Linked DNA regions of Ovis aries: region 1 is linked to region 2. Evidence: chromatin contacts called from public Hi-C data. All regions are on one chromosome and are shown on one strand. The core of a region is the stretch at or near the end of the contact, and the rest is flanking DNA. Distances in the headings are between cores, read along the strand shown. Region 1 holds the start of BAG2 (BAG cochaperone 2). Region 2 holds the start of PRIM2 (DNA primase subunit 2).

Region 1 (7,745 bases), core at 4,953-7,452, 150 kb after region 2:
TCTGTGTCTGGGATGTCCTTCACTGAACACAGAGCCTGACTTTGAAGTGATCAGACCCATCTTTTTCTTGGTTTTGTTCCACCTTCTGGCTCACGCAGTGAATTTTTGCTTCAGGGTCCTCCCATCCCGAGGTCGGAACATACTTGCTTACATCTCCTATTAACTTACTCTCTTACTTTCCTCATACTCATGTCTTCATCCACTCATAATCTACCTGTTTATGATTAGATAAGGATTTTGTTTTTTCTCCAAATAGTGAACTGTTTTCCCCAACACTATCCACCCTAAATCCATCTTTTCCTCAATGATTTGCAGACTGTCTGCCTCTGAAATCGATTCCTAAGCACCACTTGCCCCAACTCCACCCACCGCCCCCTCACCTAGACACACATTCACTTACTACACAGACACACAAACACAACCAGTGACTAAAGACCGAGGCTGTGAAATCATCAGAGCAAGAGAAAACAGAACCCTGTGGGGTCCCCGCCCCCTCCCAGCCACACCCAGGCCTCTTCCCCTACAGGCACCCACCTGTCACCCCCAAAATAGCACCAACACACTGTAAAGTCACAAGGTTTCGATTCTCGGGATACTAAATATATGTTGGACTCTGCTTGTGAGAGCAAGTAGAAGCACAGAGCTTGTAAGAACCTTGTGAGACAAATGTGGCTGGAAAGCAGTCAGAACCGGGGGAAATCTACAGGACAGTGGCCACGCATCGGGCAGCCTTCCAGTGGCACGCACAGCGCGCTCACACCTTCCACACAGCAGACTCGGCCTGGGCCACACGAAGGCGGTGGGGTGAGCACGAACAAGAAACGCGCTACGAAAGTGACTCTAGGATTGAGATGGCGCACGAGTCACTGGTAAAGGAGGCCACGATGGAAGAAGCGCTGAACTTTCCAGCACTCCTGAGTTTGTATTCAAATATAAGATGATAAAGAGAATTGTTACTCGAAAGAAGTATAATAACAATAATTTATAATAGTATGTTCATGGAATTGTAACAAGAAAATGGCTTGAAAGGAGACACTCCAAAAAAATATTTAATCTGTCATATAAAGATGTTTTGTCATTAAATGAAACCAAATATAGAGGAAATTGGATGGGACTTTTCTCCCAAGGTTAGAAATTGCCAGGCATTTTCCCTGTGAAAAACAGATTTTATTTTTTGTAGACTTTTTAATATATGATTTTATGTAAACTTCATTCACAGCAAAGATACAATCCCATTCTTCAGCACGTAGATCCCCAGGATCTGAGGATCTGCTTTCTGGCAGCGTGGCCCTCTCATCTGCTACCCCTCACCTCCTGAACATTCTTTATCCCTGGCCCAGGTCCACTAGGTGGTCCTTTTTCAAAAGCCAGTCCTTTTGGCAGAACTGTTTCCTTAGCAACTTCCTCCTTCCTCTCCCTTGAGGCATTCAAAACTACATCTGTCTAGTGTATGGACTACATCACAGGCTTATTAATTAGTTTTTTATTTTAAAAAGCTGGACCTGGGACTTCCCTGGTGGTTCAGTGGCTAAGACTCCAAGCTCCCAGTGCAGGGGGTCCAGGCTTGACTGCTGCCCAGGGAACCTGACCCCACACACTGCAACTGAAGATGCTGCGTGCTGCCGTGAAGACCCAGTGCGACCAAACGAATATTTTCAAAAGCTAAACCTCTACTTAGTTTGCTTAAGTCATCTTGTTACTGTTTATCAGCTGCTGGTCTTAATTCAGCTCACATGTGCTGTGTTCAGTCGCTTCAGTCGTGTCCAACTCTGTGATCCTATGGACTGTGGCCCGCCAGGCTCCTCTGTCCATGGGATGCTTCAGGCAAGAACACGAGTGGGTTACTGTGCCCTCCTCCAGGGGGTCTTCCCAACCCAGGGACTGAACCTGTGTCTCTTACCTCCCCTGCATTGGCAGATGGTTTTTATTTTTTTTTTTTTTTTTACCACTAGCAACACCTGGTAAGCCCTAAATTCAACTTATAGATACATCTTTTTGTCTCTGTCCCGTGTGTTAGTTTTAGAAGTTAGTTACTAAATATTCAAATATTTCCCACCCGCCCTTCCGTGATTTCTCCTGGAACTTTGCCCGCAAGAGCCTTAGCCCATCTCACTTTATCCTTCACCTTCTTACACTTCACTTGACAATGCTCCTTGGCAGAGGGGGCAGCTCTGATTTTACGAGCGGATCCTGCAAGAGCTGTGTCCAAATTGGGAAAGAGCTGATCCTCACAGCAAGTCTGGCCTGGGCTGTGCTCCTGGAAAACTCTCTGCATGAGATCACAACTACGCTTTAACTACGGAGGAACTGTTCAGAATGTTCCGTGAGGTCAAAATCTGGAGTGTGTGCCTCCTCGGCTGGTCTTGGCAGCCCGGGGACTGGGGGACGAGGTGCCGGGAGACAGACCCAGCAGGCGCCCCAGGCCGGGTGCGGGCCCGCTGCTCATACCAGCTCTGCTGCTGCATCCTAGCTGAGTGATCTCGAGCAGTTGCTGACATTCTCTCTGCCTCAGTTTCCTCATTTGTGACACAGGGATCATGAGACAGTAGGTGTGACTGAATGAAGTCAACGTGGTTAACTCACCAGCTGACAGCATGGACTAAGTTATGAGTTAACTGAGATACAGAACCATGAATATGTAGGGCTGACTCCTACACCATTTTCTAGGAAAAATCGGAGCATCCCTGGTTTCTGGTACCCAGGGGCCCTGGGCCAATCCCTGCAGTCACCGAGGGGCCACCCCATGCAGCACGTGCCCAGAACTGGGGCCGTGAACACCAGCTTCCGGGTGTTCTTATGCACTCAGCACTATGAACTCAGGATTGTAAGTAACAAGCCTCCTAATCATCACCCAGACAGTAAGGAACACTCACTGCTGAGACACTGGCGTTAAAATGGGCCGAGGCTTCAGGGTCAGGAGCTAGTCCTGAGCAGGACGGCCTCAGGCGGCCGCTCAGTCCCTCTGGACCTTTACTGCTGCTAAAGGAGGCAATGGATGTCCTCCTGCCTTGGAGGGTTTTGGAAGGTTCATATGATACCGTCTATGAGAAGTGACCTTTTAAATTACAGGCTCTGACAGTATTAACTGAGGTGCTGTCTTCTGGCTCCGGGGGTCGGGTCAGCCCAGCAGGAAACTCAGCTAAAGGACCCAGGTCCCTGCTCCCTCCCTTGTTCCTTGGTGGCCCGGTGCCCAGGAGGCTGCTCTGCGGACACTTGTGAGCAGCCAGCTCCCCGTCCCATCCGTCCCCTGGGCTGCTCTCCACACCTCGTGGCCAAGCATCTTCACCACCAGCCGGAGCTTCAGGGCCACTCACACCCTGCAGAGATGGCATTCAACAGCCCCTGATCTAAACCCGGATCTAAGTGGAATTTTCACTTCTTTCAGTAAAATCATATACTATTCCTACACTTTGAAATATGACATAGTAACTCAGAAAACTCAGGCGTAAAGCATTAAGCTCTGCAGCCACTCCTGAGCTCTTTTAACTTCTCAAGCCTCAATTTCCCGCCTGGACAATGAGGGTGACATAATTTCCACAAAGACACAGGACCTGTAGTCATGCTGGTTAGCTAAGATACCTGTTGGAGGGTATCATTTATGAATTATATGATCACTGCTAAACTAGTAACAATCGTGAGCAAAGTGCTCAGAGCCACTGACAAATGGAAAAGTCAGAGGCCATTTGCACGGTCACGAAAACCCGTAGAGAGAGACATCACCTTTTTAGGAGGAAGCAAAAAAGGAGATCTAGTTTCGTGCTAACGCATTAGAAACAACTGGAGTTTCTTCAGCGATTTGTGAGATGCGGTCAAACATTTGAAAAACTTTAAACACCATGGACACCAGTTCACATGGCAGGTCATGAAGCACTGAGCATAATTCTATTTTCGATTTCATGCGGAGAAAGTTTTTGCTGAGACTAGCACAACAGAGGGACAGTAAACACAGACCTCCTGGTACAGTCTGTGATTTTCAGTGTGCCTGCAACACTGCTTTATTAGCCACTCGTAACATGAAAGTAAATGACAGTTAACACATGAATGTCTTGTTTTCTTTTTAAACTTGATCTTCTGGGCCTGATTCTAGTTTCTAACAGCTCAGTGCTCTCTTCCATGACCCATCTGCCTTCATAAACTTCTCTATTTTTTACTTAACCTTCCAAAAGACTTAATTTTGTCAGCATCACTTTTTTTTAAAAGAAAGAAACAAAGCTCATCAGTCTAAAACTAGAAAAGTCCTTAAAATGAACAACTGAACACACATTTATCAGTCTCAGCTCAAGGGTTAATTCAGCAAGTGATTAACCACTTGTACACGGTAATCAGAATTCATTTCACATTAAGGAAGCCCTAGAACGTAATATTTCAAACAAGAAACTTCCTTTTAAAGATGAGCACCTGCCCTATGTGAGGCATCAATTCAAGTCTTAGAACAATAACTCAGCTTCAAGAAAGGAACTGTGTCCTGCCCGAGCTGAGAAGAAAACATCCTTTCTTTCCAACTAGGGAAGAGCCCCCCTGAAATGGCTGAGAACATGCCCTCAAAGTTCTTGAGACCAGAGACGCTCAGTCACTTGTTAACGCTGCTACATAAAATCGTCCACAGGAACTGCTCTGCCTGTTCCACCTGCTTCAGCTGGAGAAGGACCATTGTCACTCTCCGTGAAATCGTGGTGGTGAGCGTCTCATTTTCTGAGAAGACATTGTTTCTTTCTGTAATAATAAAAAGAACTATACAATAAATGATGAAAGTCAACATAAATATTAATAAATGATAATAAGTGCCTCATTTGGTTATTAATGTACTTTACTGGCAAACAGACCCCTTGTCCTGTTTTGAGATAAAGACACATATGCAGCCCTTCTTAAAATTGTGTCTTACATGTATTCCTTTGCTCACTCAGAGTCTGGTAACTATGGGAAAAATTACCTGTGGTTTTAGGGAGTTTTGGACGCCTTGGTAAGATCTGCCTGTAATTACACCTGCACACAATTTACCGGACCTTCAATGACAATAAGAAGTTATGGGAAGTACACAGAAGTCTTCATTCACTGTTAGAGAAAAGATTATTTCCCAAATTTCTTACACATTATTTAGGAATCCTATACAAGCCGGTGACTACATTTGTCACTAAGCAGGGTCCCCACACCGGTTTCTATAGAAACTGACAGCAGCACAGCCTGGAAAGAATTCAGGGAAAGAGCCGGGGTGAGGCACTCTGTGCTCTGGGAAAACTGGCAAAACAGGCTCTCCGGTTTTCAGGAACTCAGATTCCTAAATCTTCTCAAATTCAGAAAAGCACTAAAAGCTTTAAGGGAGACAGCAGCTCCTCCTGACCGGTGGTAACCTCTGCGCGCCTGACCCCGGGCCCTGCTCCAAAGTCACATCCTCGCTGACCTCAGCCCGACCCTCGCCGCCAGGGCTTCCCTCTGCGCGCTGACCGCCGTGGACACCCCGACCGGGAGGGGACACGCCGACCGCAGGGACACCCCGACCGGGAGGGAGCGCTGCGGCTCGGGCCCTGGCGGCCGGGAAGGTGGGACGGCGCCCCGGTGAGGCCGAGCGCGGCTTGGGGAGACACCTGTCCGCTGCTCTCGGGCCTGAGGCCAGACGGATTTTTCCGTTTTGCAAAGGGCTCGGTCGCTCAGCACAGAAACCACTAACCGGCCCCGGTCCTAAAACCGCTCGCGGCGGGGAGTGGGCCGGAAACACCTGGCCCCCCGCGGAAGGTTCTGGAAGCTCCGCGGCGGCACGGCCGTCGTCTCGAGTCACGTCCCCCCTACCTCCTCTGTTCGGGGTCGCGCGGTCCCGGCGCTCGGGGCCGCCGAAGGGTGGGGGGCCGCCGCGCCGACCCAGCGCCGCGCTGCCCTCCGCTCCGCCCTCGCCCCCCGGTCCTCGCCCGCAGCTCCGTCCCCGCGCGGCCCCCGCCCCGCGCACCTGAGCTCCAGCTGGTCCAGGCTCTCGAGCAGGCGGCTGGAGCGATCGGCCATGGACGAGGAGCGACAGAAGCGGCCCTCGTTGGCCTTGGCGCTGATCCTCGCCTGAGCCATCTGCGCCGGGCGGGCGGCCCGAGGTCACCGCCGTCCCCACGCGCCAACCGTCTACTCGGATGCGCTGCCCGCAAACCCGAAGTCGGGGGCCAGGGCACCCAGATAAGGGCGCGAGGGCTTGGCGGCCGGACTCCGACCGCGCGAGCTGCCTCGGGGGCGGCGCGGCGGGGCGGCTCCGCGTGGCGCCAGGCCCGGCCCCGCCCCGAGCACGCCCCGGGGCGAGGCCCGCGCCAACCACGCCCTCGCCCCGCCCCACGGAGGCCCCGCCCCCAAGCATAGCCGGGGCGGGGCTCGCGTGAGCCACGCCCTCACCCAGGCTGGCCCGCGGCGCCCCGCCCCCGATCACGCCCCGGGGCGGGCTCGCACCAGCCCCGCCCTCTCCCCGCTCCGGGGCCATCCGCCGCGAGGAAGGGGTCCTTTGCGTAGCCGTGGTTCCCGGGCACCTTCCCGAGGTGAGAACTGGAGTCTGGACGCCAACAGAGCAGAAGACAAAAAGCCGCCCTGTCCAGCTGCGTGTAGGGGTCAAGGTGAACCTCATCGTTTTCACACCCACTCGCATGAAAGCATTTGTAATGACTTCTCTGTTTAAGTTATTGGTTGGAATTCGAGTGAAATGATTGTTATTTAAGGCCGTTTCTAACCCCATTTGTATAAACCTCCTGTTATGAGAAGACCATGGAGGCCGCTCGGCCACCGTGCAGGTCAGGGAGTAGTAGAGGGGTGGCGGGGCCAGAGCACACTAGGCGTTCTGCCCAGCAGTACACGGAGGGGATGCACAGGGCACCGGGAAGGGGATAATAACAGTTCAAGGCTGGAGCCCAACCTTTAATCTGAGATCAAAGTCGAGGTACTTGAACAGAGATGAGGCCCCTAAGGCTAGATCCCAGTTCCTCTGAACTCTTAAATACTAATTCACAACTGCTGTAGGGGGTCATCTGGCCTCATTAGACGTTTTATTGTATCATGACAAACGTGGAATCCTAGACGTTTTGTGAATGTGCTAGACTCTCTCACACCTCAGACTCAGTGGACTCCAACTCCAGAGAATACCCAGGCCCGTCTTCACTCCCCACTGGGCCAGCATCCCAGCCTTGCCCTCCCATCTGGTCTGGTGCTGTTTGCACCACTGTCTGTGCTCAGCTCAGCAGCTGCAGTGATCCAGAATAAGGCACAGCAAATGACTCCTCAGAAACCTTCAGCGGCTCACTTGTGAAATGAGTAAAAGCCAAGGCCTTCAGAAGAGGCCTCAGAGGACTCTCGTCGCCTGCTGCCTGCACTAGCCTTGCTGTGCATGTCTGGATAAGCTCACTCCCTACCTTCAGGCCTTTGCTCAAGTTCTCTAAGGACCCCGACCACTCTAGTACGAAGAGCAAGCCCCGCCCCCGCCTCACCCCCACCGCTCCTCAGCTCTTTCGGGCGGCTGTTTTCCTTCCTCATCTCAGCAACCCCCCCCAAGTGTGCCCCACTGCGGAGGTGAGGGCTTCCTTTTGCTCACTGATGTATTTCAAGTGCTTAGAATAGTCGCTGACAAATGTTAAGTACTCAATAAATACTTTGTGAGTGAAAGAATAAATGGTTTAAAAGAAATTTAAAAGAAAAAAAATTGATGGAAAAAAAGAAAGCTCTTTCAGTTGAAGGCTATGCTACTGGGTTTCTGGTTACCCTGCCCAAGTAAGTCCAGGAGAGTCCTTGCA
Region 2 (7,423 bases), core at 3,198-5,697:
ACTTTGTTCCAGGTCACAAGCCTGTAAGCAGCAGAGCTGGGATCTGGCCCCATAACTATTCCTTCCCCCATCTCAGGACAGCTGTTTTGATCTTCACTAGGTGGCCAGCCCTCCCCAATACACCACCGTTCCCTCCTCTCATCACAAGACCTCATCTACTTTACAGAAAGCAAAGGCCTCAGGCCGGCTCCTCAGCCCAAACTCCTGCCACCGCGTGTGGTACTGCCTTCCCCACTATCCCTACTGACAGACCTCTCTCTCCTCCTACACACAGCTGATCCCACACAGAAACTCCGTAGCCCACCTGCTCCTGCCTCCTAAGGATCATGACTAATCCAAAGTTCTCCCAAAATATCTACAATCGCCCTTTCTTCTCTTCCAGATCGTTCTGCTCAGCTTATAAATATGTTCAAATATATGCTGTAACGTGTTATCTTCTCCCTTCAGATTTTCCTATACTCAGACCTACCTCCCCGGTCTTCTCAGCTGGACATGTTAGAAGAGGAAATATTCCACATTCATCTCTCACCTCTCTCCTCCAAACACTACGACTGTTCCACCACCTGTCTTCAAGCCCAGATCTGCTGCACACCCTGCAGCCCTCAAGATAGCTCCACAAGCACCTCAGAGTTACAACGAGAACTAAACTCAGTCTTCTTTCTAGTAAGACTTGCCTCCTCTCCTGTATATCCCACGATCCACCCAGCTGTCATCACCAGAAACCCAAGCATCACTCAGAACTCTTGTTCCTCCTCCTTGTACTCAATCTCTATAATCTTATGATTCCATCTTCTCACTATCTCTTCAATCAGTCCTCTTCACTCCATTCAATTTACTTGTCATCTCCAAGCTCCTGATTGGTATTCCCATATTCATCTTCTCAAAATAAAAATGAGATCACATCCATTGAGATTCGGTTCCAGCACTATCTCATCTGGGAAGCCCTCCCCAACCTGAGCTAATTATCTGTACTTTTGGAGTTCCTGGTTGTTATTTAGTTGTTAAGTCATGTCCCACCCACTCTTTTGCAACCCCATGGACTGTAGCCCGCCAGGCTCCTCTGTCCATGGGATTTCCCAGGCAAGAATACTGCAGTGGGGTGCCACTTCCATCTCCAGGGGATCTTCCCGACTCAGGGAGAGAATCCACAACTCCTGCGTTAGCAGGCAGATTTTTTACCACTGAGCCACCAGGAGAGCAAAACAGAGTTCCTGGAACACATCAAATAACAGCATTTGTCACCTTGACTGCACAGGACACATCTGGCAATATCTGGAAACAGAGCCCAGAAGCCAGAGATGCCAGTGAGCCCCCTAAATGCACCATGGAATCATCAGGTCCCGCATGTTCACATTCCTAAGGTGGAGACACCCTGCCGCACTGGAGTTTGACTGTATGTCAATCATCCCTCGTGGTCGGTAGGTTCCTTCAGGAAGTTTTTTTAAAGCCCTGTGCATAATACAAGACCTTTCCTATGGTCACTACCAGTACACACACAAACTGAAGGAACATCTCTGTCCCTCTTTTACTTACTCTGTAGGAAAATTTGAGCTTCCGAAGCTCAGCCTCCAGCTTACTCTGATACTGTTCAGTTCCCTTCATGTAGCTCACACCAAGATTCTCAACTGTTTTTAGCACTAGAAAAAATTTGAAAAACAGAAGAAAGGTGGGGGGAAATGTATAAATGCAAGGTAATCTTAAAAAACTAAATCTAAGACAAATCTATGGATAGCAATTCCATAATTACTTTTTATAACAATACTTAAGCTTCATTTTCTGCAAGCACATTACATGTTATATATGTTTATAAGAGAATAACCTCCAACCATATGCAGAAAATAACCACATCCCACAGCATAACCTCATACCAGGGATTCTCAACTGGAAGGGAGAGAGGGATGGGGACAATCATGATGTACTGAGCATCACTGCTGAGGGATGCACAAGTGTGTCAGCGTGCGCATCCAGCCCTCGTGCTGAGCCGGTTGTGAGGCGGGTGCTTCACCAACTCAGCACAGACTCTTCGGAAGATAGCCAGCCCCTTCCTGATGAAGCAGAGAAGAAGACACAGCAGTAAAGCAGCAAACAAGCCACTCTGACTAGATGCTTCGCTCTGTCCAAAGGCTCCTGAAGCCCCTGTCAACTCTTCCTCGGATGAATTCTTCTTCCATTGGTGAGAAAAGAGAGATTAATTTGAGAATGAAAAACTTCTGAAATGAATCCTGAGGCCATGTCCAGCAGGGACTCCGTATTATGGTCTCCCAAACCAAACTCATTCTCTGCCCCTCAATCCTGCTCCTCTTCCTGCCACCCACCTCTAACAGCAGCATTTCTACCCACGAGATCAGCCACCCTGGAACTTCAGCCCTCCTCACCTGATCCCCTGTTCCTCACACCCAAGCAGTCATCAAACCCTGTCACTTACACCTCCTTGGTATCCCTTCCATGTCTCCCTTCCTGTCCCTGCCTCACCATCTCACCTCCAGGGCCAAACTGAAGGGACCCTTTTCAACCACTTAACCTCTATGAGGCATCGCAGAACCCATGCTAAGCTTCCCAGAACCCATTCTCCCTGCCCTTTACTCTTTTATTCAGCAAACAGATAATACAGGTACTCTGTACTAGCAATTCTCACCCAGCTCTTCTAAGAATGACTAACAGTATCTCACTTCTACTTCTGATCTCCCCATCAGGATATGCTTTGGAACATAAACTCTGCAGGCAGTGCTATTGTTGCAGTTGACACCGAACTTCTTTCTTTCTTCCACCAACACAGAGAAGACAAGCAGGCTCAAGAAAATCGCTACATCCTTCTTACACTTATCACAGCATTCAGTTCAGTTCAGTCGCTCAGTCGTGTCCGACTCTTGCGACCCCATGAATCACAGCACGCCCTCGCAGCGCGCCAGGCCTCCCTGGCCATCACCAACTCCCGGAGTTCACTCAAACTCACGTCCATCGAGTCGGTGATGCCATCACAGCATTAGCGTGGTACAAAACACCCTTGGTTACCCACAGCTCTCCACCCACCCTGAACTTGCCACCTTTCCCTCCAGTGTTTCACGCTCTCTGGTGCTTCCAACTCTTCCTTCAGACCATTAGCTCAGCTTGCAAAAACCGCTCCCTTCCTCTCTATTGAGAAACTGCTACTCGTGCTTCAAGATCCAGGTCACATTTCAACTTTTCTTAAGAAGTTTCACTTAATCAGATTAGGTCAATCATTCCCATCTGTTTCAATAACACCTCTACTAGAGCACTTAAAATACTAAACTATAATTACTGCTTTGGACATCTGTCTCCATGTATTAGAATACAGCTTCAACAAAGATGACAATTTCATTACTCAGCTCAAAATCCCTACCGCCTAGAATAAAGTGGCACTCAATAAATATGCACAGTACATGGAAAAAATGAATGAACAGCAAAATCTCAACGAAAAACCTGAGCAAATATTAAAGAAGGAAATAAATTACTCTAATTTATCTCTACAAGGTATAAGTGAGGTTCTCAGGAATACAAAAATTCAAATTCAAATCACTCACATTTAACTCTATCGATAGCCAACGTTTCAAATTCTGTCAAAGATACGTTTCCAGAAGGTGGCTGCAAGTAAAACTGAAGGCTATGTGGGTAGCAAGCATTCCTCTGGTCATCTGCCAACCTCAGTTTCCTCCGTTTTCCTCCAGAAAACTCCATCTTGTTACCCTGGAAGCAAGCACAAAAAACGGTGGGAAATGGAGTTAAAAACAAAAAATAACTCCACACACAAAGGAAAACATTCTGCCTGGCAACTGATTCTGAAGAGCACGCACAACATGTTGAGTCGTGTCCCTGTCTTCCAGACCTTCGACAACACCGCTGGAACCGCGGTACACAGGCGGTGGGGAGAGGTGAGCCCTGCGGAGACGCGGGCAGCGGTCGTGACTTCCCGCAACGTCCACAGCAGGGGACGCGGGCGGTTCTCCAGGCGTCTGCGCGCTCCGCCTTGAAGGCTCTGAGCTCTCCAGGGTCAGGCTGAGACTGCCCGAGGGCTGCGACCCCGAACTCGGAGGAAAGCGCGGGAGCTTCAGGCTAGGAACGCGACTCGGTGGGCTTCTTCCCTGACAACCCCTGAAAACTGACGGCTGTCTCCGAGGCGCCGCACGTCGGAGCTCTTCTCCGGAGCGTCCAGCGGCGCCGAGTGACACGCCGCCTCCGCGGTCCCTCAGCCAACGCGGTCTGTCAGCCCCGGCACCCGCCTCCGCCTAGACAAGCAACCAGGACGGACTCGCGCCCCCCGCGCCCGCCGCTCTCCCCATTCTCCAGGCTCGCACACCTCAACCCCAGGGTTACTGTTCTTCGCAAACCCCGGCGGCTCCTCTCACCTGCAACTACACCAAACACAGATAAACACGACAACAGCTTTCCTCAGGTGGCGGGAGAGTTCGAACGGGACCGGAAGCGGAAATGGCTGGACCGCGGAGCCCGCCCTCTCCCCCAAGCCCGCCCAGCCCAGGCTTGCGCATGCTCAGTGGGGCCCTCTGGGTGGGGCGGTCTCTGGATTTCTGTCGTAGGTATTGCACTATGTATCGTGGCCGTGATAAAGCGCTGGATTAAAGATCCAGTCTCTAGGGGTCTGGAAAAGGCAGTGCACCCCACTCCAGTACTCTTGCCTGGGGAATCCCATGGACGGAGGGGCCTGGTAGACTTCAGTCCATGGGGTCGCTAAGAGTCGGACACGACTTCACTTTCATGCTTTGGAGAAGGAAATGGCAACCCACTCCAGTGTTCTTGCCTGGAGAATCCCAGGGACGGGGGAGCCTGGTGGGCTGCCGTCTATAGGGTCGCACAGAGTCGGACATGACTGAAGCGACTTGGCAGCAGCGGCTGTAGGGGTCGGGGTTCGAATCCCACCGCTGCCAGATGATTTTGGGCTTCCCTTGTGGCTCAGCTGGTAAAGAATCCGCCTGCAATGCAGGATACTAGGGTTCGATCCCTGGGTCGAGAAGGTCCACGGAGAAGGGATAAGCTTCTCACTCCAGTGTTCTGGCCTGGAGAATCCCATGGCCTGTGTAGTCCGTGGGTTCGCAAAGAGTCGCACACGACGGAGCGACTGTCACTCTCACTGCTGCACTACGTGTGCGTGGGTCTGAGCTGTCGGCGCCGGGTCAGCACCGGCTCCAGACTGGGACCCTGGGTGATAATCTCAGAGAGCCCGGCGAGCGGGAGGCCCGGCTCACCGCTCACAGAGGCGGCGGCTAGGCGGCCTGCGTACCGCGGGTCAGCCCGCTTTTCTCCTGGTCGGCGAGCCCCTTCCGCACTCTCGGTGCGCGGCGAGGGTCCGCAGGGGGACCTCGGTCCAGCCGGGACGCACGCCTTGCGCGTGCGCACTCAGGAACGCTCGGCGTCTGCGGAAGGAGACCGCGGGGCGCCGGACGGTGACCGGCGAGGCCGCGGGAGGCGCGGGAGGCGCGGGAGGCGACGGCCCCCACTGTGCGCGGCAGCGTTTCAGAACTGAGGCCGCCAGGTGGCGGGTCTCGCTCACAAAAGAGGCCTCTAGAAGTCCCTGTCAAGGTAGGAGGGGAGGAGCCGTCAAGACGTTCAAGGTTTCGGAAATGCAGACTGAGCTGAAACAGTGTCAAGCTTCAGAGCATCTGCCTAGCCTGGGCCAAACAGGGGTTGACCCTGACCTTGTACCAGAACGTGTTCTGAGGGACTTACATGTCAGTTCATTGTATTGCCATAACCCATTTAAAAGGCTCATTTGAAAAGACCCTGATGCTGGGAAAGATTGAAGGCGGGAGGAGAAGGGGACGACAGAGGTTGGGTGGCATCACCGACTCGATGGACATGAGTTTGAGCAAGCTCCGGGAGCTGGTGATGGACAGAGAGGCCTGGTATTCTGCAGTCCATGGGGTCACAAAGAGTCGGATACGACTGAGTGACTGAACTGAACCCATTTAAGGTTCTGTTCTGTTCAGTTGCTAAGTCGCTTCTGACTCTTTGTGACCCCGTGGACTGCAGCACACCAGGCTTCATTGTTCTTCACCATCTTCCAGAGTTTGCTCAAAGTAATATCCACTGAGTCAATGATGCCATCCAACCATCTCAACCTATGTCATCCCTTCTGCTTTCAATCTTTCCCAGTATCAGGGTCTTTTCCAGTGAGTCAGCTCTTCCCATTAGGTGGTTAAAGTATTGCAGTATTCCATATTCAACATCAGTCCTTCCAGTTAATATTCAGGGTTGATCTCCTTGCAGTCCAAGGGACTCTCAAGCCATCTTCAGCACCGCAAGTCAAAAGCATCAGTTCTTCAATGCCCAGCCATCTTTATAGTCCAACTCACACATCTGCACATGACTACTGGAAAAACCATAGTTTTGACCGTATAGACCTTTGTTGAAAAAGCGTTGTCTCTGCTTTTTAACCCACTGTCTAGGTTTGTCATAGCTTTCCTTCCAAGAAGCAAGCATCCTTTAATTTCATTGCTGCGGTCTCTGTTATTAACCTACATTACAGATACGGATTGTACAACAGAGAAGTTGAGTCACTTCAAAGGTCACTTAGTAGCTGGCAGAGCCAGGTTCAAAGTCTCAGAGACTAGCCAAGCACCACAGTGCTAACCACAAAACTACCAATTTCACTAATATGTCAGTTGTTACCGTTCAGTCATTAAAGGAAAGTGAAGTCGCTCAGTCGTGTCCGACTCTTTGCGACACCAAGGACTGTAGCCTACCAGGCTCCTCTATCCATGGGATTTTCCAGGCAATAGTACTGGAGTGGATTGCCATTTCCTTCTCCAGCAGATCTTCCCGACTCAGGGATGGAACCCAGGTCTCCCGCATTATAGACAGACAGACGCTTTACCGTCTGAGCCACCAGGGAAGTCCATAAGTCCTGAAATTAACTTCAGTCATTAAGTTGTGTCTAACTCTTTCACCATGCCATGAACCCATGAGCCCACCAGACTCCTCTGTCCGTGGGATTTCCCAGGCAAGGATAATGGAGTGGATTTCCATTTCCTTCTCAAAGGGATCTTCCCAACCCAGGGATCAAACATGTGTCACCTGCATTAGCGGGCATATTTCTTTACCACCAAGCCACCAGGGAAGCCCTGTGAGACATTACACAGGCTTAAAAAAAAAATTATTGGGGTTTACTTGCTACAGGGCTGTGTTACTGTCTGTTGTAGAGCAGAGTGAATACATATACATATATCACCTCTTTGTCACCATAAAGCATTGAGTAGACTTCCCTGTGCTGTACAGTAGTACGTTCTCACTGGTTATCTATCTTATACCCAGTAGCATATATATGGCAATCCCAATCTCCAAATTCATCCCACTCTCCCTTCCCCTCTTAGTGTCTGTACCTTTGTTTTCTACATCTGTGTCAATTTCGGCTTTGCAGATAGGTTCATCTGTACCATTTTTCTAGATTCCA

What was found. Hi-C and Micro-C count contacts between places; a contact is called where the count stands out from the background.
Region 1: a Hi-C map of skin fibroblasts shows a contact between it and region 2, with 2.6 times the contacts expected there. The contact joins the promoter of BAG2 here to the promoter of PRIM2 in region 2. A contact is called at or near these places in 2 of 16 Hi-C or Micro-C datasets (skin fibroblasts and tail adipose tissue).

The regions. Positions count from the first base shown.
Region 1 is chr20:3,193,612-3,201,356 of ARS-UI_Ramb_v3.0, forward strand. It overlaps BAG2 (BAG cochaperone 2), which reads right to left and starts at 6,203. Exons shown (of 3, transcript XM_015102638.4): 1 at 5,939-6,203. The coding sequence starts at 6,051. LOC121817381 (a long non-coding RNA gene) reads right to left here and starts at 5,936. Exons shown (of 2, transcript XR_006057255.2): 1 at 4,931-5,936; 2 at 236-4,713.
Region 2 is chr20:3,040,635-3,048,057 of ARS-UI_Ramb_v3.0, forward strand. It overlaps PRIM2 (DNA primase subunit 2), which reads right to left and starts at 4,448. Exons shown (of 14, transcript XM_042236743.2): 1 at 4,316-4,448; 2 at 3,543-3,705; 3 at 1,534-1,637. The coding sequence starts at 3,696.